Linked DNA regions of Mus musculus: region 2 is linked to region 1. Evidence: chromatin contacts called from public HiChIP or PLAC-seq data. All regions are on one chromosome and are shown on one strand. The core of a region is the stretch at or near the end of the contact, and the rest is flanking DNA. Distances in the headings are between cores, read along the strand shown.

Region 1 (7,121 bases), core at 2,838-5,337:
GAGAATATTTGTTTTGTAGACTTTTTTTTTTTTAATTGTATAGCCCTGGCTGTCCTGGAACTCACTTTGTAGACCAGGCTGGCCTTGAACTCAGAAATCTACCTGCCTCTGCCTTCCGAGTGCTGGGATTAAAGGCGTGTTTTGTAGACATTTTAAAAAGATTTGTATATGTGCAGCGTATGTGGAGGCCAGAAGGGGGCATCATATGCCCTGGAGCTGGAGTTGCAGGTGCTTGTAAGCAACCTGACATAAATGCTCAGACCCAAACCTGGCTCCTCTACAGGAGCAGAAAGCACTCTTAACAGCTGAGCCATCTCTCTAGCCTCCGATTTTTATTTTATTTTATTTTTTAGAAAGAAAGCTTTTTGAAGCCACTTCTCCCACATTGCTCTGAGATGTTGATGCATTCTCTAAGACTTTTCACATATATTTATAAAACCAGAAAATCAGTTCTCTCTCGCCTAGCAATGCACACTAAATGGTTTTGCATGTCTCTGTTCTCTCCATCACTCAGCAGTCCCCTGTATTTGAGCCTTCCAGGGGTTGCTTTCCACCCCAACTCATACCACCAGGTGGAAATATTTTTAGCTAATCCTTGGGGCTTGAGGAGGCTCCCCTAGACACTTCTAGAGGATACACTTTTGAAGTCTGACTTCATTTTGCCCAATTGCCTCCCTAAAAGGTTATCCCTTCTGCTTTCTTCCCTGTGTCTAATATATGGGTTATTTCTCTACAGTCTCTCCAAATCCATGTGCTGTATTAATCAACTAATTCCACTTATTAGTTACCAACTAGTTAAAAGAGAGCAGAGCTGCAGTGTTGCTTGGCTTAAGTCTAAGCACTGTCTTCTACTAGCACATCTGACTGGAAAAGAGCTGTGAGGCAGCCTCACTTCTCATGAGCCCCTGCTTCCTCATCTCTGCTTTGGAGGAGGAGCCCTGCTGCCCTAGCAGCCCCAGGGTGTCCTCAGCAGTGTTAGCTAATAGCACACCTATGTGGGCTGTGGCAATCTAAGGGAGGATGTTCCCTGTGCTTCTGTTTATGCTCTTGAACTCTGAGCTCCTTCTAAGTCTCTGGCATTAGGGAGGAAAGAACTTCATCTATTCTTAGAGAGGATGTGGTGCTCTGAGCCTGAGCCTCAGCTCTCTGCAGGGAAGCTTGAATGCATAGAGCTTTGCCTCAGTTCCCACTTGGCTTTGTCTGATTTCAAGCTTGCTGAGGGTCAAACCAACCATGAGCATTTCTTTCAGGGAAGGAAGTAGAACTTGACCTTTGGGGAATCTTGATCTTGATCAAAGCATCTTTCGGGTCTCTTCACGATTTTTACTCACTGGCCCAGCCAAATCAGAAACTTTCCCCCTGAGAACCCCAGGTCTGGTCCAGAGTCTGTCTCCAGTTGGCCAGGAGAATTTCCAGTTCTCCCAATTTCTCTGTCCTCATTTGAAAAACTGATTTGAGGTAATCTGAGGATGTCGGAGCCAAGTCTGTGGAGCACAACCCAGAGGTCCAAAGAGAAGATAATACGGCTGCCTGTTTCTGCAGGGCCACCTCTCAGAGTGCATCCTCTTGGATGTTACCAAAGTCAACTAATTTACTGGCAGAGGCTACCTTTGAGATCCAAGCCCTTAACTCAGCATCAAATGAGTGTGCTCACCTAACACTCAACAGCCTCTTCAGACTTCTGAGTTCTCTAAGCCACCAAAGCATTGCCCAAAACAGTCACTCAAGCTGCACTTAATCGGTTTAAAATGCCTTTTCTGTCTTCTGCAGTTGGGAGCACTGGACTCCAACCAGCCTTAGGTTAGCAGTGGGGTTGTTGGTTAGAGGAAGAGCAGTAAGCTTGTGGAGGGGCTCCAGGCTGGTATACGGACTTGGTCTTAGTAAGATGAAAGTCTCTTAGGAGTAAAGCTTTTTTTTTTACTTTATTCACTTAGTTTGTGTTCCTGGGTAGGGGAGTTAGTTTAGGCTGCCATGGCTCATATTGAGTTTAGAGGACAATCTGCAGGAATCATCTCTCTCCTTCTACCATATGGATTCCAGGGAGTGAACTTAGGTTTTCAGACTTGGTGGCTGGTACCTTGCTCCACGGATCCATCTTGGCTGGCTGGTGGATGGGGGGTGGGGGATTTCAAAGCCGGGTTTGACTGGTTCTTTCCTCCTCCACAGATTCTGGTGCTAAGAAACCATGGCATGGTCGCCCTGGGTGACACCGTGGAGGAAGCTTTCTACAAGGTCTTCCATCTGCAGGCTGCGTGTGAGGTACAGGTATGTGAGGTGCCCTGGGAAATGAGCTTAGGAGCTGGCTTTGATGGGGGTCCTGGGAACTGTAAGGTCCTGACCTCCTAAACTGCTTTATCACCCTGCCTGTCACTGCTTTCCTTACACTCCTGCCGTTTCCTGCTTACAATGGGATCTGTACTCTGGAAAGACCATCACAACATCTAATTGGCACTACTCAAATCTAGGGGACCTGAGATCAGGATGGGGGAAACCATCACCAGGCACATAGAAGCCACACCTGGTCATCTGATGTGGCTGTTGCACCAAGCTGTACTAGGGGACACAGAGAAAGGGTGCTCTCGTTTCGCCAAGGAATGGGATGGAATGAGAGCAGGCTGTACATGGGCAGGCATGGAAAGAGGAGCGACAGTGAGCCAGTCAGTGTTGTCATGGCAACCCGAACAGCCAAGCTACCCTTTAAAGGTATATAGGGAGCCAGCTCATATCTCAATCCCCTCACTGGGAAGGGACAGTTAGTTGGGGAAGGTCAATGACCTTGGAGCCCATGAAGCTCCAGGAATGCTGGTTTACAGGCAGCTCTGTGGTGAGGGTCAGCCAAGAGCATGTACAATGTGGTGTCCGAGTTGGTGGGATAAGGGGTGTGCTCATCCAGCCTTGGATAGATTCATGACCAGCCCTGGCTGTGTACCTTTGAGGCAGAGATGTGCCCTCTACAAGCCGATTGTCTCCATGTTGGCATGGGTCAAAGCTGACTGGGAGGAATGGCCTCTCCAGGCTAGGAGAGGTGGTGACACTACAGAGGCTGCGGTTCTAGGACAAGCCAGCTCTCTGTAAGTCCCACGTGGTGCCCTCCTGCCTCACTCTGGCGGGCCAGGCAGAACAGCACTGAAGGAAGGGTCGCTCCCTCCCTCAGTGTCACTTGTGGTCAGCTCAGCCCTGCCACATGAGGGAGGTGGGAGAGCCCTGTGGTACCCTTACAGTGGAGTGCTGCAGAGACGATTGTAAGTCTGGAGATGAATAAATGTTACGTGGAATGGAGTGGGTGAGGCGCCCAAGAAACAGCAGTGTTCAGAATTAGACTCTGAGGCCTGGATCCAGGTCATGTCTCTGATGTGGTACCTTCTCCCTCAACTAAGAATTCTGACCGATCTGGCTACTGACTGGCATCAGAACTGGCTGAGCCTTCATGATCAAGGGAAGACTCTCTCTGCCTTTCCTCATACTGAACTGAAAAGGGTTCCCTAACACGCCTTTCCAGAAGCTTCCCTGAGAAAATAGCACACAGGAAAAGCTCTTCTCTCCAGAGCTATCTCAGCACTCTGCACAAATGGAGAGTCACTGCTGTGTCCCCTACACAGTGAAACGTCTTCTCCCATTTCAGACCTCAGAAGTGGCCCCTGGGCAGTTTAACCCCCTGACCTGTAGCCATAGGGCAGAGCTGTTCGTTCTGGTCATAACAGCCTCCTGGCTGCTGTCACCTGCTCAGGGCTAGTTTGATGTGTCTTTGCTCTCCCACGTCCCTCTGGCAACCAACCCAGGAAAGGGCCAGTGTCTCCTCATCAGTTTTATGGATGGAGAGGCTTCTAGAGGGAGGGGATGGACTAGAAGACATGGAGGAGCAGAAGCAAAGACTAAGGCATCAGTGAGCGCAGGGTCAAGGCCTGCAGCTACCGCCAGGATTGCACTCTGGTAGCCAGCTCTGAAGCTTCATGTCCGCCAAGGGCCCTGATTCCTCCCTCAGTGACCTTGGTGGACAGGGGAATGTGACTGTGGCCATGTCTGTGGTCCAAGCCTAGGCGCCTGCTCTGCTCTCCTGAGCACAGTATATTCTTTGCCTATTGGTTTAGAGTTCTGGAAAAAAGTGGGTCATTCCTCACTGAGAGGCAGATGGGAGGCACAGGCAGTTCTTCCCCATCTGCTACCCATCGCCATGGAAACTGCTGGAAGAAGAGATGGAAGGAGGCAGCTTGGGCAAGGCTGTGGGTGCTCTCTCCCTTCTTCCTTCTCCATTAACAAACAGTCCCAGGGAGACTGCCTTTCATTATCAGAGTGTTAAATTAGCAGTAGCATCCATGTGCTGCACCTGAGGCTGCAGAACATTATAGATGCCTTACCATCACCTTAAGAGATTCCTCACAAGGTAGAGCATTGCCATATTTACTTGATGGATGTGGAAACTGAACACAAAGATGCTAAATAGCTACCCAAAGTCACAGGGTGAGGAGGTGGTGTAACACACCCAGCCAGCCTGGTACCCACTCAGGCCTATCATTTACACACACCCTAGCACTGTCTCTCCAGGGCATCAAGGGACAGTGGGGACAGTTAAAGACATGCATACATATATCCTGAGTATAAAGGCACTGGGAAGTGTTGTGGTGTCCTCCTGTTCCAGGGTGATGGGGCTCGCCTGAGGAAGTCTGATGAGCTGACCTCCACTAAGCAGGGTTAGGGCTGTCTATTGGTGCAGGAGAATGCTCAAAGCTCATATGCCTGCATCTGTCGGTAAACTAAATGGATTCCTTTATCTCTGGTTGAAACAAACACCACCAAAACCACAACCCAAACTCTCAACCCATCCTGAAACATCAGGCACTGCAGATTAGATCATCAGAGTATGGCTCTGATAAGTGAGCTTGTGTGCAGACATCAGTCTTCTCGGATGTGAGGGTGTGAGCACACTGCTGTGTCAACGTGGCTTAGCTCTACCTCTCTCTTTCTCCCCAAAAACCCAAACCTGACTCAGGACATCTGAATGGTAGGGATGCAAATTGGGAGTGGAGGTTAGATGTGTGGATGCTTTTAAGGTTAATCTAAATTGCCCACATTGTACACACACCTCTGTCCTAATTGTTAAGTGTGCTGCCTGAAGCCACCTGCACTGCCCCCTCTTCTTCTCTGAGGCATTATGACCTAGGTACCATTTAGTTCTCTGGGGTGCTACATCCTAGGTACCATTTTTCTTCTCTGGTGTGTTGTATCTGGGATGATGAGCATTCGGTCCTCTGTGCTGTCTCATCCAGGGTTTTAACACTTGTTATTTCTTCCTCTCTGGGTTCTCCGGGAACCGAGCCCACAGAGGGGTTACTGACGCTGTGCTCCATGACAATGAATGCTCCGCAAGTGTTCAGATATCTTCCTCTAGTTCCCTAGGCCTTTCTGGAGCCTGAGTTCTCTGTGACCCCACTGACCTCTGGTGCACACCACAGCAGTTTCAAGGACTCCACACACCCGTGTGCTGATTCTCCGCAGGTGTCGGCTCTGTCCAGTGCTGGGGGCACTGAGAACCTCATCCTCTTGGAGCAAGAGAAACACCGGCCGCACGAGGTGGGCTCTGTGCAGTGGGCCGGCAGCACCTTCGGGCCCATGCAGAAGAGCCGGCTGGGAGAGCATGAATTTGAAGCCCTCATGAGGATGCTGGACAATTTAGTGAGTGTCTTGGTGCTGTCCTTCAGACCGCTCCATGGAAGCTGAGCCCCCATAGCCAGACATCTGAAAGCACTGGGGATGCACAAGAACCACCTCTGTCATGGTTTAGTTAGTGAAGGCCTCTGAGTTTGTGTTCACTTGAACAATAGCTGCACTTTCTCCAGTACTTGCCTTTTCTCCCTCTGCTAAGTGCTGAGACATCCTCACGTCTGCCTATGCTCTCCATGGGATGGATTTGCAATGAGATGTGCTTTTGGTGGTGAGAGGGGACTCCTGGCTCTGTGTGCTGAGTCATTGTTTTCAAACGAAGCACCAGGCCTTTGCGGCTAGCTTCCATAGGAATTGTTTCAGAGCTTTGAGAGAAGCAGACAATTCTATTTAAAATTTCAGAGAAGAAAGAAAGGAGGGCTCTAACCCGATCAGACTTCACTGTGAATGTTGGAGAAAGGTGCTGTGAATGAGCCAGCACTTCCACCAGCTCTATACAACTCAAGTTACTATCATAAGTAACTTGAGTTTTTTTTTTTTTTTAAACTAATGTGTAAGGTAGCATGGGTTTCCTCGTGGCAATATCACACATGTATAGCCTTCTACACAGTTCTCATTCCTCCCAACTGGCTACTGGCCCCACCCATTGTCCCTCTAGTTGTCCCTCATCCCTTCTCAGTCCCCACTTCTGCTTTCACATGGCATTATACATCACTCTCTGTGTCTTGCTCCTTTAAGACCTCTTCCTCCCCCAATCATGGTCCTCTTTCCAGTTTTAAGACTTGCAAGCACACATACACATGTGTACACATGCACATGTATATAAGGACACACACACTTATGATTTTAAATCTGTTGTTTGTATCTTAATGTTAGCTACTTTAAAAACATATTGGACACTGGAAGTTTAGCTCAGTATAGACTGTCTGGTATTGCATGATGTGCTAGGCCCCAGCACTGCAAAATTATACATCATCATCATCAAAAGCAATACTACTTACAAATTCATCAAAATCATGAGCATTGAGCAGACCTCATTATTTTTTTAAACTTTTGTGTGCTGAGAATTAAACTCAAAGTTTCACATGTACCAAGCAGGCATTCTACCAAGGAGCTATACTGCCCAGCCTTTTTGTTCACACTTTGAGACATAGGCTCACTAAGTTACCCAGTTAGCCTTGTGCATGCTCTGTAGCCCAGGCAGACCTTGAAGTTGTCATGCTCCTGCCTCAGCTTCCTGAACAATTGGGATGACAAGCCTAAGTGACTAGGCCCATCTCAACTTGAAAGCCCTGTAACCTAGGCCTGGCTGCTCAGTTGTCTGGTGGATATTTGGGGTTGACAAGTCTGGGTGTAGACCTCTGTCCTCTCCAGCACCTGGTTCTGTTTTGTCCTCTTAGGGCTACAGAACAGGCTATACGTACCGCCACCCCTTTGTCCAAGAGAAAACCAAACACAAAAGT
Region 2 (7,121 bases), core at 3,036-5,535, 260 kb after region 1:
GAATGGACCTGGGTCCCCTGAAAGAACAGGATATGCCCTTGGCTGCCGAGTCTTTCTCTAGGCTCCCACTTCCTTTATTAGACTTTATTAGAGGACAAAACAAACCTTCCCTCCCTTCAGTTGATCCTTTAAGATTTATTCATTTTATTTCATGTGTATGAATGTGCTTGCATGTATGTCTGCATCCTGTGTGTATGCAGTACCGGAGAGGGCCAGAAGAGGATGCTGGTCCTCTACAACCTGAGTTTCAGATGTTTGTGCAGGTGCTGGGAATCAAACCTTGGTCGTGTGCAAGGGTAGCCAGTGCTCTCGCCTGCCGAGCCAGCATCTCCCCAGCCCCTCAGTTCACCTCTTTTCAGGTATTTTGTCCCAGGAACAAAACTAGAACGTACATGCTGGTCACAGCCCGCTCCATGCACTGTTATCCAGGCCATCGCTGTGTCTGCTCTGACAGCCACACTAATAAGAGAGTGAGAGAAAGAAACACAACATTTCCAGCAGCAATAATAACTGTTTACCTTGTTTCTTACAGACACCATCTCAAAGCCGCCGCCACACCTAGGAATTAATCATGCCGTCCACACTTTACAGAGGGAGGAAGGGTGGCTGCACCATCACTGTGGAGGCTGCATACTTAGAGGCTGAGAACACAGACAGCAGTTTGATGCTCAGCCTAAGATGGAATCTGCAGACTGTGTTTCCTCGGCTCCAGACTTCATTAATCTCCTGGCCATAATACATAGTGAAAAAGCACAATCCGGGAGCTGGAAAGATGGCTAAGCAGATCAGAACACTGCTTTCGCAGAGGACTGACTTCAGTTCCCATTGCCAACACCAGGAAGCTTACAACCACTTTCAGAGGACCCAGCATCCTCTTCTGGCCTCTGCAGGTGCCACACACAGGAGCACACACACATATACACGTGCACACAAACTTAAAATTAATTTCAAAGATAACTTTTAAAGGGTGGTTGTTTACTCTTGCAGAGGACACTGTTTACTTCCCAGAATCCACACAGTAACTCACAAATGCCCCTGACTCCAGTTGTAAGTGATCCAAACCCTCTTTTGGCATCCAAGGGCTCCTGAAGGCATTTGATCCAGATATCTGCATGCATGCTCTCTCTCTCTCTCCCCCTCTCTCTCTCTCTCTCTCTCTCTCTCTCTCTCTCTCTCTCTCACACACACACACACACACACACACACACACACACACACACACCTGGAATAAACTCTTTCACAAAACAGTTATTTGACCATTATGTACTAATCCAGGGCCTTTGCTCCACCATGATCTTTTCTGCTTCAGCTACTCCAGCACTGGTTGCACTACAGAGACCTCTCACAGAGGCATCAGAAACACTGACTGCTTCCTGCTGCTGTGTGGCTTCCTGCCACTCACACTGAGTCTTGGAGTGCTTTCGGTCTGCCTAAGCCCCTCTATCACAAAGTGCACCATATGATCATTACCCTCTGAAGTCTGGTCACCTTCTTAGGATTGCAAAGTTATATAGGCCCTTTCCCTGGAGTATTCAACCTATCTTAAGGTTCTGTTGACAATTACCCCCTCCCTTCCCTAGCTAGGTCTTGCTCAAGTCTTAATATTTGATTCTAATCTCACTCCTCTTCCATTTTCTATACAGTCACTGGATATATGGTTGGGGTAGAGACCACATAACCCACCCCAAGAAGAAGAGGAGAAAGCTTCCCTTTAAAACCCAGAGAGCACCAGGAGGGTGATATCACATGCCTTCAGTCCCAGCACTCAGGAGGCAGAGGCAGAGGCAGAGGCAGAGGCAGAGGCAGAGGCAGAGGCAGAGGCAGAGGCAGAGGCAGAGGCAGAGGCAGAGGCAGAGGCAGAGGCAGAGGCAGAGGCAGAGGCAGGGAAGGATCTCTGTGAGAGTGAGGCCAGCTTGGTCTACATAGTGAGTTCCAGGACAGCCAGGGCTAGTAAAAAGTGAAACCCTGTCTCAAGCAAATAAATAAATACTAAAATATAAAAAAATTAAAATTAGAGAGGCGCTTTATCATGAGAATAAGATGAAGCTGGAGAGATGGCTTAGTGGTTAAGATCATTATCTACTCTTGCATAGGACCCAGGTTCAATTCTCAGCACTCACATGATAGCTCACAAACACCAGTAATTCAAGTTCCAGAGGGTCTGACGTTCTCTTCTGGCCTCCATGGGCCCCTGCATGCATGTGATGCACACACATATAATCAGGCACACACATACACATAAAATAAAAATAAACATATTTTAGAAGAGAATCAGAGGAGAGAAGAGGACAGCTGTCATGAGAGGAATGGGTGGGGTCAAGGAGTCTCTTCAGAGACATCCCAGGAATGAAGGACATATGAGACTTTTATGTCAATTTTAAGGAACATTTCACACCTGTGATTTGGTTCAACACAGCGTCCATGGCAAAGAGCTCGGAGGAGCCAGGTATAGGTTAGGACCTGTAATCAGGGAATACTCTAAGAGCACGGCACAGATAGCTAGCTTCTTAACTCTTGGTCCTACAGAGAGCTGCAGAGAGGCATGGCCTGTTGTCTTCAAGCCGTTAGATCCAGTCTTTAAAGAGTGACCACTGTCTTACAGGGGCAGGTTCCTCACATGTCAGGAGTCACTTTCCATAAACATCAAAGAACCACTCGTCTTGCCATACTGAAACTAACAAAGTTGTCTTACCAAAGGCTTCCCACCAGATCTCAGTGTGACTAACAGCATTACTGTAGAAGCAGCTGCTGAAACTACCATGATACACATTAGAAATAAAGGAGAAAGTGAGAAGTGTTAAACTGTGCCTTTATTAGAAAGAATTTTCTATGGAATCTGGAATCATGAAGTGAGTCTCAAGAGTCTTGCCACAGTCTGGTGTCTTCGCGGCTGAGGCAGCCATCTTGCCCTGCTAGGATTTAAATATTCCAGAGTCTTCCCCTCCCTTTGCTTTGACTTTGTGCACAGTGAGAGAAAAATGGACACTGAAGGGTCCGCTTCAGACCCCATTCAAAGTACTTGCAAAGCACCTGGTCTGTTGGGTGACCACTGCCATCGCCCTGGCTCCAGCTGCTCCTGGAAGATCCCTGTAAGTCCGGCTTCAAGTAGTGGACACATTTTATCCCCAACCCTGGTATCTGAGAGAGGGAAAGCCCAGCCATGGAGGAACACAGCTTTTCTCAAAGGACAATGGGTTGTGTGGCTTTTCCTACCCTCAAAACAGAGCTAGCCTGCCATCTAGTGGCGAATCACAGCAAGTGCCTAAAATCTCAAGCACTCTTCACACGCTAGTCTTTTTTTTTTCGTTCCAGGCTATTCCACAAAGCTTCAACCTTTTTTTTCTGTTTTGCCCTCTGAAGCTTCCCGTACCTGCCTGTCATTCTTTTCCTTCTCCAGAGTGCCAGGCAAGGGCCTTCTAGTTCAATACAAAAATTCAATGCTAGCTCGCCGAGAGAGATTTCCCGAAACACTCGAACTTTCCCTTATCTCTATGGGACCACTTATAGCCCAAGCTCTTCTAACGCAGCCTTTAGTAGCCCTCTTCCTAACCTAATGATGCTCCCCTCTGCATCGGCCCATGGGAAGAAGGGACCACTTGTGTTTCAGAGATGACTGCATAAGACAGTAGAAATGGGAACACGAGAGCACATGGCTGACAGAACCAATCCATTCAGAAACAGCTCGCCCTTACTCAACGGTCTCGCTATCTACAGCCCCTCCATACCCCCACACTACTCTTGAGACAATCTAGAATACCGTACCCTTTACTCGCAGTAACTAGTAACTCGGCATAAATGTTCACCAGCTGGGGAATTGACAAAGCAAATTGTGGTATGTACATTTAATGAAATTCTGTTCGGCAACAAAAAGAAACCAAGACAAAGATAGCAATAATAAAATCTGATCGAGCTGTACAAGAGCTGCTAATTACATTCGCTTTTTTAAAATTGGGATTGACAGAGGGAGAGAGAGAAAGAGAGGAAGAAAAGAAGTCAGACGACGAAGAGATCTTTGGCCACCAAAAGCCTGGCTCCACGGAAGAACCAGCGGCGCGCCCGCTGTCTCCTGCCTGAAGTTGCTTAACCTAGACGCCAGGGGGCGATGAGGATGCGGGAACGGGAACGCTTACTGAGGACAAGGGCGCAATGGCCAGGGGCCAGGGCGAGGTACTCGGAAGACTGTGCGGTGACTCGGTGGGGGGTCGGGCTCAGCGCAAAGGGGCGGGACTCACTAGCTAGGGGCGGGGCGCAGCCGAGGGCGGGGCGAAGCCGGAGGGTGGGACTCAGTGGCTTGAGAAGCCCGCACGGGCGCAGGGGGCGGGGCGCAGCGGGTGCACACGCGGGCGCCGGCGCGGCTGAGCTCAGGGTCGCCATGGCGGAGGTGCAGCAACTCCGAGTGCAGGAGGCTGTGGACGCCATGGTGAAAAGTGTGGAGAGAGAGAACATCCGGAAGATGCAGGTAGCGGCGCGGTCCGGCGCCCAAACGGGATTGGAAACTCGGGCGGGGGTGGCGCGGTGACGTTCGAGCTCCGGGCCTCGCGTGGGGCGGTTTCCTCCCACCTGGCCTCGGTGACGAGCGTTCGGCCGCCCCTGAGGTGATCTGGCGCGAGGCTCGGAGGGACCGGCCCAGGAGAACCACCAGACCGAAATCCCTTCGGGCCGTCCTGCGCTGATTTAGATGCCACGAACCCTGAACGCCCGTGAGCGTGGGCCCCGTCTCCCTCACCCTACTGGCCTCGCTTAACTTCACCCCTTAATCACCCTCTACTGTTTCGATCGCCTTGTGGGGCGTTGACTAGCCAGGCCGACCTCTGAACTCTGCTACAGAAATACAAAAACTGATTTTCAGAACGTGGTTTCTTCCGGTTCAGTCTTGGGTACATTATCTTATCAGTGAGCTCATAGCAGCACACAGGGTCTCTTTTAACCCAGGTTGACTTCCAACCCCCGATCTTCCTGCCTTCACCTTTGGAGTGCGAGGATTACAGGCATGGGCCACCACCCTGGCTTTGTGCTGTGCGGAATGGAACGCAAGGCTTTCTTAGAACTAGCAAGCGCGCTCCCAAGAACATATATCCCCATCCTACAAATGTTAGGCCTGGTAACCGTCCCAGTCTTACGAAGTCCTGATGATACGGCGGGAAAAATAAAACAAAACAGGTAGAGAAGCATGGCCTCCAAGGCCTTGTCCTTCGAGAGCTGTCCTCAGAGTCTTTCCAGTCTCACCAGGCTCTGTCTTCGCTCCCCAGGGCCTCATGTTCCGGTGCAGCGCCAACTGCTGTGAAGACACCCAAGCATCTATGCAGCAGGTGCACCAATGCATCGAGCGCTGCCATGCGCCTCTGGCTCAAGCCCAGGCTCTGGTCACCAGCGAGCTGGAAAGGTTCCAGGTCAGGAATGCCTCACAGCTCCCAAGTCCTTGAACAGCAGCTCCTTGGCAGGGGATGAGAAACACTCGTTCTGCCTTAGGTCCTGTCAACACTGGTGGGAGCCCTGGTGTCCGTGAGGGTTGATATTCTGGAAGAAGCCCTGGGTGTGCTGTTAAGTTGTGCTATATTTGCCACAGAAACAGTAATATAAAAGAAAGTTACCAAGGGGGTTTCTAACCAAGCACCTTTATGCCTTTTTGATGTACCAAATACAATCTATGTTGTGTTGTATAAAATTCCTTAAAATGTATATTAATTTGGGGCTGTAGAGATGACTCAGCATTTAAGAGTACTAGCTGCTTTTCCAGAGATTCAGTTCCTAGTACCCACCTAAATGGTGGCTCACAGTTATCTGTAATTCCAGTCATAAGTGATCTGAAGCCCTCTTTGGCCCTCTGCGGGCACTGCACAAATGTGGTGCACAGACATTATATTTAGGCAAACACATAAAAAATAAAATCTCAAAAACAAAAGCTATGGAGCTGAAGAAATGGCTCAGCAGTTAAGAGCACGGGTTGTTCTTCAGAGTCAGGTTCAATTCCCAGCACCCACACGGCAGCTCACAGCTGTCTGTAATCTCAGTTCCATAGGACCGGACACCCTCACACAAACATACGTTCAGGGAAAACACCAATGCATATTAAAAAAAAAAAGTAAAGGTATAAACTTACTTTAGTTATTAATTTTTCTCTGATTGTTTCATACAGGTAATGTATTTTAATAATTTTCTATCTCCCCATGCTTTCTTAGATACCTTCCAACAGGTCTTCCTGAGTTATTTTGTTTTGTTTTGTTTGTTTTTCCCCTTTTGGGGGGTGTGTGGTTTTGTTTGTTTGTTTGTTTGTTTGTTTGTTTCTAAACAGGATTTCTCTGTATAGCCCTGGCTGTCCTGGAACTCACTTTGTAGACCAGGCTGGCCTCAAACTCAGAAATCCGCCTGCCTCTGCTTCCCAAGTGCTGGGATCTTTCTTTTCTTTTTTGAGATAGTTTCTGTTTGCACTGGCTGTCCTGGAACACTACATAGACCAGGCTGGCTTTAAACTCAGAGATCTGCCTGCCTCTAGCACCCAAGTGCTGGGGTTAAAAGTGTTCACCACCACCCCTGATAACTGTAGATAACAATGTGGCCAAGAGAAACCAAAATGTTAGCTACCCCTGGCAGTGCTTGCATTTGTTCAGACCTCATTCCTGAATCCCAACTCACTTCCTACTCATCTCTTACCATCTCTACCCTAGACTGATAATTCCATACGAGCAGGGACACTTTTCACTTTGTTCATTTCTGTATTCTACACTAGAAGAAAGCCTGGCACATAGCAGATGCTTGAAAGTATTTGAGTTGTCTTTCTGTAGAAGGACAGGCAGTAAAGAATTAAAATGGGTGCAGGGGAGATGGTTGAGGGGATGCCATGCACACACAAGGCCCAGAGTTGAAATCACCAGAAACCATTGTCTCTTGGGTGTGGCAGCCCACCTGTAAATCTAGCCCTAGAAGACAGAGACAGAATCTCTACAGCTGGCCGGCAAGCAAGTCTAGCTGATTGGTTGAGAGCCCTGCCTCTGTGAATATCTGGGAGAGCAAGGGAGGATGGTTCCTAACATGTACCTCAGGCCTCCACATCCACAAATAAACGTCTAAAAATCCACAGCCCCCACACACATGAAAGATGAAAGAGTGGGAAAGGAATTGAG

Evidence for each region. HiChIP or PLAC-seq counts read pairs in DNA pulled down with a chosen protein or histone mark.
Region 2: a contact with region 1 is called in an H3K4me3 HiChIP or PLAC-seq map of forebrain, with 5 times the contacts expected there. The contact joins the promoter of Fam136a here to the enhancer-like site in region 1. A contact is called at or near these places in 12 of 39 promoter capture datasets (the C10 cell line, the HPC-7 cell line, cranial neural crest and 6 more), 8 of 484 Hi-C or Micro-C datasets (B cells, the G1E-ER4 cell line, bone marrow-derived macrophages and 5 more), 26 of 115 datasets of contacts at active chromatin or transcription factors (the 230-238 cell line, acute myeloid leukemia, bone marrow-derived macrophages and 19 more) and 2 of 9 other capture datasets (adipose tissue and liver).

What each region holds. Positions count from the first base shown.
Region 1 is chr6:86,098,989-86,106,109 of GRCm38.p6, forward strand. It overlaps Add2 (adducin 2 (beta)), which reads left to right. Exons shown (of 16, transcript NM_001271857.1): 9 at 2,167-2,265; 10 at 5,494-5,670; 11 at 7,059-7,121. Among named protein-coding and RNA genes, the nearest start is that of Add2, 74 kb to the left of the region's middle. Within about 2 kb of position 4,088, at least 47 of the 459 cell types and tissues checked have an H3K27ac peak or open chromatin away from gene starts, as enhancers often do. A contact at or near this core is called in the G1E-ER4 cell line, cerebral cortex, forebrain and 1 more, where this site is marked.
Region 2 is chr6:86,361,361-86,368,481 of GRCm38.p6, forward strand. Fam136a (family with sequence similarity 136, member A) reads left to right here and starts at 4,286. Exons shown (of 3, transcript NM_025591.3): 1 at 4,286-4,459; 2 at 5,250-5,390. The coding sequence starts at 4,373.